Linked DNA regions of Mus musculus: all the other regions are linked to region 1. A link is a contact called in public Hi-C and promoter capture Hi-C data. All regions are on one chromosome and are shown on one strand. The core of a region is the stretch at or near the end of the contact, and the rest is flanking DNA. Distances in the headings are between cores, read along the strand shown.

Region 1 (3,975 bases), core at 902-3,401:
TTTTGCTACACTCTTTTTTTTCTCGTATGAGTTTTTTGTTTGTTTGTTTGGTTTTTTTTTGTTTTTGTTTTTTTTCGAGACAGGGTTTCTCTGTGTAGCCCGAGTGCTGGGATTAATGGCCTGCGCCACCACACCCGGCTTCTTCTTCTTTTTTAAAAAATTGGATATTTTCTTTATTTACATTTCAAATGTTATCCCCCCCAACTTATCTTTAATAATGAAGATACAAGTCAAGTCTTCTCAGTTCTCCAGCCCTCTAGCCCCTAAGCAAGGTTATCAAGGCCAGTGCTCCCATACCACCTTACATGCCCCACCTTATATTATATTTACCCTCTGTGTAACCAACTTTAACCACCTCAGATCCTGAGTTTTACTTCCTCACTCTCTACATCCTATGAATCCCCACAGCTCTGTAGACCATTCGTGTGATTTGACTTTTAGACTATGAAAGGTCTTAGTCTGCACCTCAGTCTGGGCCAGCTTCTAACTTGGCCACACTGGTCAGAACCATCCTGCTGGTCAACCACTGATGTGTGTTCAAAGGTTTCAAGAGTCTACAAATAAAGTTATTTTGCTGGGCGGTGGTGGCACACGCCTTTAATCCCAGCACTCGGGAGACAGAGGCAGGCGGATTTCTGAGTTCGAGGCCAGCCTGGTCTACAGAGTGAGTTCCAAGACAGCCAGGGCTATACAGAAAAACCCTGTCTGGAAAAAAAAAAAAAAGTTATTTTAAAGAGAAACATGAGGGCTGCATATGAAGTTCACTTGTTGAGCATGCCCAGTACATGAAAGAAAACAAAAGCAAACAAAACCCGGCTTCAATGAAACTATAATTTTCGAAGCACTATTAGGAACCAAGTAGACCTTAACGGATGTGACAAGAACCCATAAACATATTTCCAGTGGTACAGCATTTAAGCATTTACCCCAACTCCTGAATCGTTAAGAGCAAATGATACAGCCAGGCAAATCCTAGCACTCAGGAGACAGAGGCATGTGGATCTGTGTGTTCCAGGACAGCCAGGACTACACATACATGTTACTTAACTGTATCTCACTGTGTAACTCCGGATGGCCCTGGACATATGTAGACCAAGCTGTCCTTGAACTCACACCTCTGCGTTCAGTGTTGGGATTACAAGCATGTGTCACAATACCAGGCTCACTCTTAAACTAATCTTTTACACTTAAGACGAAAGGTATTTCTTCTGTGTTTTGCCTACCTACTCTGAAGTAACTTTGTCAACAACAACGACAAAAAGGATCAGGACACCCGGCACCCCCACCTTCCACCAACTCGCTAAAATAAGGACCTACCTCAGGTCATTCTTGAGTTCCACGACTACATCCTTGCCCACAAGAGACTTGAAAAAGGAGTAGAAGAGCTATTGGAAAAGAGGGAGGAACTATCACATGAAAAGGGACGGGGAGGAGGAGCCCGTGACAGTATTTTGAAATACTAGTCTTTGTAGCCCCTCCTAGTAGTTCTCAAAACTTCATAACCAACAACAATCCGTTAAACGGGACTCTGCAGTTCACGGAGCCACGGAGTGACAGGACCTGCGTTGCACCCCTCGACGCTAGAACCCACTCTCTGAGTCGACCACCTCCCAGCTGAGACCGCTTCCCAACCGCACCCTCACAAAGTCCTCGTCAACAGCACAGAAGTGCAAGGCTCGCTTCCCGTTCTCCCCCGGCGCCCGTGGGCTTTCTCTTGGACTTGCTAAAGGTTTCCCCCAAAACACCATCGGCTCCGAGCAGCCTCCTCACACTGGGGTGTGGGCAGTAAGGCTGTACGGAAAACCCTGGGGCCTGGCTGCCGCCCCAAGCGACCGACACGAGTGCCCGCACCCACGCCCGCACGGTTCGAACCGCCCGCCGCGAGCGGCGGCGCTCCCTTTTGACGTCACGGTACCCACCATGGTGCTGGCGCCACGCGGGGCGGCCTGGACCGCGAAGGAAGGCGCCGGGGACTGCGAGCCGGAGGCAGGGCGGGAGCCGGAGCGCGAGCCCGCGCGTGAAGCAAGACTGGATCACGCAGGCGCACGGGGAGCCGCGAAAACCTCGGCTGAATTCAGGCTCAAAGGGAGCGGGGTAGGGCAGAGCCGAGAGGACCGCCAAACCGGTAGAGGGGCGGAACTTCCTGTCCCCCCCACTTCCTCCCGAGCAGCCGCTTTCTCACAAGCGCATGCGTGGGCCGTGGCAGCTGCGCGTTGGACGTAGTTCGTCTCTTTTTCTGATGGTTGTTGAGACTTTTCTCTCTGCCGCGTGATTAGCTCGTAGTCTACGTTTTCTATGGGGAATTATTGGGAAGATTGAGAAAATTATGACTTGCGTATTCTTTAGTAAAATTTAAAATGTTGCTAAGAGCTGGACAGCGTTCGTGCCCAACTGGAATCCTGGAGTTGAGACGGGAGGATTCTGGTTTAGAGGTCAACTAAAGCTATTATAGCAAGACCCTGTGTCAGAGAATAAAATATACACCAATACACACTGGTTATGGTGTGTGTGAGTGTGAGAGAGAAACCGGAACACAAATCCTGATTCTTATCAAAGGTTCCCAGTAAGTAAGTTTCTCTCAATTTCAGTCTTTTGGGGTGCAAAGTTGACCCAGAGCGGACACATTCTAAGCAAAGCAAATGAACAACATCCCAGCTCTAATGTTATATATATATATATAATTTGGCATAGGACTCGTCTGTAAAGGACTAAACTGACTGGAACTCAGTGACAGAAATATTTTACTTTATCTTAGCTTTTTTTGTGTGTGTTTGACAGTTTTTGCCTGTATGTTATGTCTGTACTACATGAGTTCCTGGTAGAAGAGAGGGCTTCAAATGCCCTGGGCCTGGAGTTACAATGGTGAGCCTCCTTGTGGGTGCTGGCAATCAAATCTGGGTGTTCTGGAAGAGCAACAGATGCTTGTAACTGCTGATCCATCCCTGCATTACTGAAATATTTTCAACTAGATCACCGACAGATACTACTTTGGATGTTCTGGGAACAGCATTACCAGGCTTGTAACATGCTGGTTGTGAAGGAGTTCACAAGAGCTGACTGATTTAAAAAAAAAACAAAAAACTAGAAAAGCCTCAGTAGGCAAGTTCCAGAGAAGAAAGAGATGGTCTGAGATGAAAGGGCTTTGTTGTTATTTCGATTGACTTGTTTTATGTAAGTATGCTGTGGCTTTCTTCAGACATCCAGAAGAGGGCATCAGATCCCACTACAGATGATTGTGAGCCACTCTGTGCTTGCTGGAAATTGAACTTAGGACCTCTGGAAGAGCAGTCAGTGCTCTTAACTGCTGAGCCATCTCTCCAGCCCTATTGTTTTTTTTTTTTTAAATAATTACATTAAGTGGGAAGTTGCTAGGTTGTATCTTCTGTGGATATCATGTCTGGATAAATAGGGAAACACTTTCTATTCTGTCTTCTCTTCTTGAGGCTGGCTGTAGGTGCAAGGCAGTCACGGGACACAGGTGAAAATTCTGAGAGTCTAAACCTGCTGATTGCAGGGTGGAATTCTCTAGTGTAATAATCTAAATAGATTGTAGCCAGGGTTTCCTGGGGGTGGGAGTGAGGGCTGGAGCATGCATGACTGTGTAGGCCAGAGATAGATACTGCCTGTTCTTTCCACCTTATTTAATATTTTAAAATTGTATATGTGTGAGCGTTTTTCCTTGCATGTCCATCTGTGTACACATGGGCAGTGCTCCCAGACACTAGAAGAGAGTGTTGGATCCTCTAGAGTTACAGTTGTTAGCCACCACATAGGTGCTGGGAATCAAACCCTGGTCCTGTGGAAGAGCAACACGTGTTCTTAACCACTTAGTCATTTCTCTCATTTTCTGAGATAGGATCTACCATAGATCCTGGAGCTGACAGGTTCATTCAGCTAGACTGACTTGCCAGCAAGACCCTAAGATGCTTCTTCTGTCTGCCCTACCTACCCACTCCCCCAGTGCTGGCATTACCG
Region 2 (3,975 bases), core at 621-3,120, 380 kb after region 1:
CCACAGTGACGGAAGCCACATCGCGAAGATGCCATCTCACACAGCATGCACCACGGAACCAACATGCCACCACACTTGTCATCAAACGTGCCAACCCTGCAAAGAGTGGGGCACAGAGAGTGGTCCATCCATATACACGGGCACTGTAGGCTTGCCACAGGACAGACTTGCATTAGATGTGACTCAGAATATAAATACAGCCCACGGAGAGAAACAGATGTGAAGAGACAGGTCAGGTGGTCAGCCAAGGAAGAACGGTTCTTTGGAACATGGGTGTTGTGTCACATGCATGTAAGGAATACCAGGCTAGCCTTGGCTAAATGTCAAGCTGAGGCCAGCATAAGGTATGTGAAACTGCCAAGGCCCCCGGGGTGGGGGATAAAAAAGAAGAAAAGAAAAAGAATCCTTAGCTGGACATGGTGGCATACACTTTTCATACCAGCACTCAGAAGGCAAAGACAGGCAAGCTTGAGGCTAGCCAGGAAGGACTACGTTGAGACTCTGTCTCAAGACAAAACAAAAAATACTTTGCAGAATTAACAATACTTGTGTAACACTTGGTTTGAAGAAGGCATTGTCTTTAGACAGAAATGTTTGAAGATCCATAAACACATTGGAATGGCAAATGGGTTAATGAGCATACAATCAATCAATCACACCGACAACGAATTTACAAAATAAATGGCAGGTGCAACCAGTACATGCCACCGTTGTGCCACATCGATGTGTCGTCACACCATGCAGATCTTTGGTGAGAGCCACACCTACTAAACAGGTTACTGTGGTCACAGGGCTGAACCACTGAACCCCACAGGCAGAAGAACCCTGCACCCTCTGGAACTGAACACCTGTGAGGCTGAGGGACCAAGCTAAGGCAAACGGGAAGCCCCAGGGCAGGTAGGCCGCACGGAAACACCCAACAGGTGAAACATACCAAGTCCTCACACAGATTTGACCCTGGAGCGTGTCACAAACTGAACTTGGGGCAATGGGCGTGAAAGCGGATAGCCATTCTGATGGGGTTTTAAACGTCATTCTCTACAGCCCATGGAAAGCACAGCACAGGGCTGCACAGAAGCCGGGCATCCTATCCAAGGCGCCGGACCTCCCACAGGCCACTCGTGTGCTAGTGAGGGGCTCTGGGTGGAAGGCCGCTTCCAGATCAGTGCTGCTTCCGTGTGAGAGGTTAGCGGGTGCCTGACAGCAATTCCTAGGAAGCAGTCCTGGCCTTCTCACCGCCACCCAGAAGTCATGTGGGGCCAAAAAGCAGCAGAAGGGCTGGGAAACCCGAAGGGAATCCCCTTTTCAAGACTCGTCCCCTTGTCCACACCCCCGTCCCAAATTCCGAGTTCCCATCCCTCCTCTCGCCCGCCTCTGCACTCTGAGCAAGGCCCCCAACCTCGGAGCCTGTTCCCAGCCTTCGTCGCTCCCATTCTTCCGCTCAGGCCCCTCTCCCCAGCAACCCTGTCCCCAGCCGGCCCTCCCGGCCCCATCTCTCCCCATCCCCGTGCCTCTCGGCCCCCTCCTCCCACAGCCTCCCACCCCCTTCCCGCCCACACCTCAATGGGGCGGGGAGCCTGGGGGACGGGCCCCCTCCCCAGCCAGGCTGCGGCAACGGTGGTGGCGGCTGGCTGTATCTCTGTCTCGGTGTCGGTGCCAAGGGGGCGACAGGATTTGGGGATGTCCTAGCCCCGGCCGATGGAGGGGTGGTGGGAGTGGGAAGCTGGGCCCATATCGGTAGGAATGGTGGGGGGCAGTACCCCCGACACCCTCCCTCCCTCCCTGCCGGCTCTCTGAGGGTCGGGGCTACTGCCGCCGCTATCTCCCCCACCCCTCCCAGCGCCTGCTGACTTCCGGGGCTGGCCAGGAAGTGGGGGTCTATGATGGGCAGCGGGCCTCGCCAATCGCCTCTTCAGAGACCCGCATCTCCTCCCCATGCCTGCCGGGCCTCTCGCTGGCCCCGCCCCAGGGAGCTCAGTGGCGCTCGCGGCCTCGGTCAGCCTCATCGCTCGGGCCACCGGTTTCAGCACCGGTGACCCCGGCTCCCTCGCTGCTCTATTCCTCTGCCCCGTCTAGCTTCGCTCGCACGCTCTCTGAACCCGTTGCCTTTCTTTGAACCCCAGCGCTATGTAACTCTAGGATCCCCAAACACTTCCTCCTGCCTTTCCTGTCTCCCATTCAATCACAAACGTTTATGAAGTACCTTCTGAATTCAAGCAGTAGGCTCACCTTTTTCTGCTCAGGCCTCGGGCTTTCCCTGAATAGCTCTCCAGCTTTCTGTCCACTTGCCCTTTGTCCCGGGTCTCCATCTCCTCCACCCACCTTTAGTCTTTAAAGATAAAGGAGCCCTCTGACCTTCTCTCCCTTTCAACCTTGTTTTCCTACTTAGTACTTTCCTAGTTCTTCATTCACCCAATCTGAGCCAACCACTCCCCCCCCCCCCACACACACACACACGATCTGGCCGCTGGCTTTTGGTGGTGTATGCTTGTTAACAGCAGTACATGAGAGCCTCGGGCAAGAGTATCCGAGTTTGAGGCTATAGCTGAGACCTGTAAGAAGCTAAGTCCTTTCGATGGAATTCGAGCAATAAAACACTGCTTCCTAAGGGTGATAAAATGGTGGGATGTGCCGCGTATCTAACTGGCCAAACCCTACTTCCCTCTTCACACTCTGGACGAGTCCATCGTTCCTACCTCCTATTCGCCTATTCTGCATCTAAACCTCTTCAATACTCCAGATCCTCGCTTCTCCGTACCTCCTCCTATAGAGAGTCCCAGCTTCTCACCTTTCTTTATTCCTCAGTCACACAGGTCCTTTATCAAGGTATTGAATAATCCTTAGCTAGCGTGTTCTCGTCTCCCGCCCATGGACACCTTTGCCCTGGGTGATTTACATGGCTTGGTGAAGAGCCCTTGCGAATGCGAGGACTGTTACCTAATTCTGGGCCTTGGGCCATAGTGAGGGTCACTGAGTGCTGGAAAGGCCCTAGCTGCCAGCCGTCCAGCCAGGAAAAAGATCCAAATCTATGCAGGGCAAACTACAAGGAAGGGGCGGATCTACCCCATTCTACGGCGGGTCACCTAGGGGTCGGCCTCTGTCCTTTGGGCGCCCACTCCCAAGAGGGTGGAACCAGTCCTTTTCTGCTTGTAAGGTTTAGGACGGAGTGGGGGTCCACTGTGGTCTGCTGTGTCACATTACAACGGTGGGCCTTTGGCTCGGTCCTGCTGTGAGAATCACCTAGAGAGGCTAAGTCGTCCAACCGAGAGAGTGGGGTTAACACCGGCGCCACAGACCGACGGCCGCACCATCCACGCGTCGGGCTAACCCCAGCTCTGCTCCCCGCTTCTCCGAGAGGGAGGGGCGGACCCAAGGTCTTCCCTCTACGTCACCCAAGGAGGCCGGAGCCATCTTGAACCCTGCGACCCTGGTACTTCTGCCCTTCCCCCTCCCCCCTTAGCTCTGCACCGTCTCTCCAGATCTCGGCCAATCAGCGGCGGAGTAAACCGCCCAATCAAGCGGAGAGAGTCCGGGCGGAAAGACCCGGATAAGGCCGAGTCGAGGCCTTTGAACCTAAGGCCCCGCCAATAGCGGAGGGGTTGCCATGGTGACGAGAGAGAGCGAGTGAAGGGGCGGGACTGGAGTCGACACCGCCTTCGTCTGGGTTGGCCTATTCCACGCCCCCCCCCCCCGCTTATTGCGCATGCTCATTCTTCCGTGTCATGCCAGCCAATCATTTGATTTGGAACCATTCGCTCTAAAGTCCAATAGGAACCCGGACCTTCTAAGAAAGAGGAAGAGAAGGAAAAAAAGAGGCTTATGGTGGGCGAGTTCTGTAGGCCTGAGCCAATCCCTTCTGAGCTTTGGTTATGACTGGCAGCTGAACTGACGAATCAAAGCCTCTTTAGCTGAGTGACAACACAGGCCTAGCTCATTATGACCAATCCCTCGGCAGTGCATAGTTACTGAAGCCCT
Region 3 (3,975 bases), core at 745-3,244, 320 kb before region 1:
ACAGTGACATCACCTAGTGGCAGGGCTCACTCTGTGTCAATAATAAGTACTTACAGTGCTGGGACTGTCCTCTCCTTTGTCCCTGGGCCTTTGAGTTCTCCAGCATGTCTTTCTTGTAGACCTAGTCAGTTCCTGGTGGGCGTCAGGAAGATGATGGGATAGTACCCCGATTTCTGTTGCTGCTTCTGGCTGATGGGTGGCATAGTTTCTCAGGAGGGGACTGTTTGTAGCTCTCCAGGAGGGTTACACTTGCTGCAAGGCCTGGGAATGTGGTAGCTTTGGGTGCTGTCCTGAGGGCTACCATGGGAATAATCAACACAGACTCTGAGGTTGTCTGTGTCAGCCTCTAAGTGGCTGTCACAGCTCCTTTGAGGATGGAGGGCCTGTAACACCTGCAGCCATGATCGAGGCAGGGGTGGACCTGGCTTCAAAACAGATCCTGTCATTTTCATGTGACCCAGACACTTCCTGCTGCCCTCTGCCCCACCTCTGTAAGGAGTTTGCAGACCAGAGCAGTGTTTCTCAATATTCCTAATACTGCGACCCTTTAATTCCTGGTACTAACCCCAACCTTAAAGTTATTTTCAGTGTTACTTCATAACTGTAATTTTGCTACTGTTTTCTGATGGCCTTAAGCAACCCCTGTGAAAGAGTTGTTTGACCCCCAAAGGGGTCATGACCCACAAGTCCTAGAGTGAAGGTACATGCTTGACCAAGTTGTTTGGTTTTTGAGACAGGGTTTCTCTGTGCAGCCTTTGTTGTCTTGGAACTCTGTAGACCAGGCTGGACTCGAACTTAGAGACCCACCTGCCTCTACCTCCTAAGTGCTGGGACTGAAGGTGTGTGTCTCCACAGCCTGGCAACCTTGACCAAGTCTTGAACAAAAGCTAGGCTGGTTTGCAGACCTGTAACCCTGGCTAATTAGGGACCAGAAGCACTGGATGGAAAACCTGCTTCAGTTACAGAGTAAGTTCAAGGCCAGCCTGGACCACGTCTTAAAAGTAAAGGCTGGGACACAGCTCGGTGGCAGGAAGCCGTCCCTAGGTCCCATCTACAGCGTGGGGGAAATTCCAGGTGAAAGATGCTGTCAAGGGAAAAAAAGAGTAATTTGAGGTTATTTCCTTTACCCCATTCACTTCCCAGGGCCTTGGCTGGGGGCCTAAGTCCACCCAGACCCCGTCCCAGGCATCCATGCTCCTTTCTCACTTGTTACAACTTTCCCACCTACTCCACCACCCCCTTCTAGGTGTCAGACCTGGGGATCCCAGGCTTCTGGTTTTACCTTATAGCCCCGGGTGTTCTGGAACTTGCTATGTGGTTGAAGAATGCAGAGATCTGCTCTCCTGAGTTTTGGGATTGAAGGCATTCCCAGAGAAACCCAGGACCCTTTCTTTGTGTGGTCACATCAAGCTCAGCCGGTGTGTAGTTCAGTGAGGACACGGTCAACAGGCAGGAAGCCCTGGGGTAAATCCTGGGCAACAGCAACCACAAAAGGAAAAACAACTAATGCTCTGCTGTGGCGGGCTGTGCAGGGGATACCCGGTTTCTTAGTGTGGCCCTTCCTCAGTGTGAGCTGGACAGCTTCGCGGGCTTGTGAAGCTGGCCAGCAGTTCCTGAACTCTGCAGTCTGCAGTCTGGAGGGACATTTGACATAGAGCCCAGTCCATCTCCAAGATTCTTGGGAGCTGCGATGCGGAGCACGGCCGCCAGGGGGCAGCAGGACACAGGAATAGGAGCGGCTCCAGTTCCTGATCACCTAAGTGGCTGTGAGCTTTGAATGCTGGGAAAGGTAGGGAGTTGTGGTCGCCTATGCCCTCTTCATACCGAAGCAGCCAGGGATTTTCCTTTCAGCCCCAAATCCTCTGGTTTGTGGTTTTCACGGGTCCTTATGATCTTCGGACTGAAACACAACTTCTGAGCGAGATTACACCTCGGCTCCTCTCTAGATTGTGACTCAGCACCAACTCTCCAGTCACAGTGACATAGACACACACACACCATGGCATGCTGAGGTGAGGCATGAGGATCAAGTTGTAGGTGGGAAAGGTCAGGACTGGAGAGATGACTCAGAGGTTGAGAGCATTAACTGCTCTTCCAAAGGCCCTGAGTTGATTTCTCAGAAATCACGTGGTGGCTCACAACCATCTATAATGAGATCTGGCGCCCTCTTTTGGTGGCTATAGACATATGCAGGCAGAACACTGTGTACATAATAAATTTTTAAAATAAAATAAAGAATTCAAGGTCCACCTGAGCTACAACAAGGCATACAGCACAAACAGCATAAATGAACGAACACACAGGCTCCATAGACCAGTAGCATCAGGGGCCACTCTGTAGAAGGAATCACCCTTCCCTGGCTGATTCCCTAAGATCATTGTGTACACATCATTAGATGTACACGCCTACTGCAAGGGTCCCTAGAGTGCTGATCTAGGTTTGGAGGTGTTCCTATGCGCTGTAGTGACCCCCAATACTGTTCAGGTATCTCTTTCTTTACAGAAATCTTATTTCCCTTCATTTATTTTTCATTCTTTTAAAAAATATTTTTATTTATATGGGTGTTTTGCCTCCATGTATCTTGCGCGCGCTCAACTGGCCAGGAAGAACGACGCTGCAACAGGATCCTTCTGCACACGTTTATTGGGAGAGCTTGATTGTAGAGGCGAAAAGACCTCGAGCCCAGAACTGGTGCTGCTTTTATAGGCCTAGGAGAGGCGTGTCTCACACCCGGATTGGTTATGCACTATGCCTCATTTGCATGTTCCTCATCTGATTGGCTACTCTCTCTCAGTACCTCACAGAGCCTCATTATCATAACTCATTTGCATGTCTCACATCTGATTGGTTACTCTCTCTCAGTACCTTACAGAACCTCATTATCATACCTCATTTGCATGTCTCACATCTAATTGGTTATACTCTCAGTACCTTACAGAACCTCATTATCATGCCTGGGCCAGGCAGTGTCTTTGCAAAAAACTTTACTGCATATGTACACATTGGTTGTTTGTCCAATTTTATGCGTGGTGGCCAGCAGTAGTCAGTGCCACTCAGCAACGGCACATGTGGCTTCCCACACATGTATGTCTGTGCCCCACAAGCATGGAGTTCCCCAGGCCGCCAGAAGAGGGCACCCTACCCATCTAAGGCTGAGTTACAAGTGGATGAGAACTGGAACTGAACCCAGGTCCTCTGGAACAGCAGTGAGCATTCTTCACCTCGGAACAATCTCTGCAGCTCCATAATTTTATTCGGAAGTGACACCATTTTTATTTTTATGCCTTGGCTCTCTGAGATTCTTTTCTCTGCAGCACAGGGCCTCAGTCAGGCCTGAGCCTCCTAACTCCCCTGCAGAGAAGGTGTGAACAGGAGAAGCCCTGGCTTCCTCAGGGGCACAGAGTCCCAGAGAAGGAGCTTCCCAATCCGTCCCCACAGTGCTCAGTCTACAAAAACGTCTGATGTCCTCCAGCACCAAAGCAGCATTGCTAACATAACCCAGGCATGGAACATTCCAGATGCCCTGTGTAGGTTTATATTTTCCCAAACCTACTTTAATAAGCTTACTTAAGTGTTTTAACCTCTCTTCTAGCTCACCACCCACCAGAGGAAATAGAAAGGGCAAAGGAGCGTGTGGACCTGTTTAGAAAGAGTTCTTATGGAGAGTCCAGTCTGCATTGTCAGGATATCAGCAGGTGAGTGCACATGAATCAGCGATACCAGTTCAATCCAGAAGAAACTTTGAGATTGCACCGATCAGCCTGAGTCTGCAGAAGCAGGAAGAAGATGCCAGAACATCACCAGAAGTTCTTTGGTTAGTTTCTCTCTACAAAGTCCTGAGAAACGATCAGCAAAGAAGGCAAGGCTAACCAATGCCACAGCGTTGTCTGGGAAGAACGAAGACCAGCAAAGCGTGGCAAGGTGAACCAATGCCGCACAGTGTCGTCTGTGGTCTATTGGGTGATATTTATACCC

What was found. Promoter capture Hi-C pulls out the DNA fragments that hold promoters and counts their contacts. Hi-C and Micro-C count contacts between places; a contact is called where the count stands out from the background.
Region 2: a promoter capture Hi-C map of embryonic stem cells shows a contact between it and region 1. The contact joins the promoter of Agpat1 here to the promoter of Lsm2 in region 1. A contact is called at or near these places in 9 of 39 promoter capture datasets (the 3T3-L1 cell line, the C10 cell line, the HPC-7 cell line and 6 more), 1 of 484 Hi-C or Micro-C datasets (rod photoreceptor), 5 of 115 datasets of contacts at active chromatin or transcription factors (the SCID.adh cell line, embryonic stem cells, extraembryonic endoderm stem cells and 2 more) and 2 of 9 other capture datasets (liver and pancreatic islet).
Region 3: a contact with region 1 is called in a Hi-C map of B cells, with 7 read pairs. The contact joins the enhancer-like site here to the promoter of Lsm2 in region 1. A contact is called at or near these places in 1 of 39 promoter capture datasets (pre-B cells), 2 of 484 Hi-C or Micro-C datasets (B cells and pro-B cells), 1 of 115 datasets of contacts at active chromatin or transcription factors (bone marrow-derived macrophages) and 2 of 9 other capture datasets (liver and pancreatic islet).

The regions. Positions count from the first base shown.
Region 1 is chr17:34,980,030-34,984,004 of GRCm38.p6, reverse strand. Lsm2 (LSM2 homolog, U6 small nuclear RNA and mRNA degradation associated) reads right to left here and starts at 2,151. Exons shown (of 5, transcript NM_001110101.2): 1 at 1,920-2,151; 2 at 1,318-1,385. The coding sequence starts at 1,922.
Region 2 is chr17:34,603,756-34,607,730 of GRCm38.p6, reverse strand. Agpat1 (1-acylglycerol-3-phosphate O-acyltransferase 1 (lysophosphatidic acid acyltransferase, alpha)) reads right to left here and starts at 1,870. Exons shown (of 7, transcript NM_001163379.1): 1 at 1,560-1,870.
Region 3 is chr17:35,299,905-35,303,879 of GRCm38.p6, reverse strand. No RefSeq gene overlaps it. Among named protein-coding and RNA genes, the nearest start is that of H2-Q1, 19 kb to the left of the region's middle. Within about 2 kb of position 1,994, at least 127 of the 459 cell types and tissues checked have an H3K27ac peak or open chromatin away from gene starts, as enhancers often do. A contact at or near this core is called in B cells, bone marrow-derived macrophages, pre-B cells and 1 more, where this site is marked.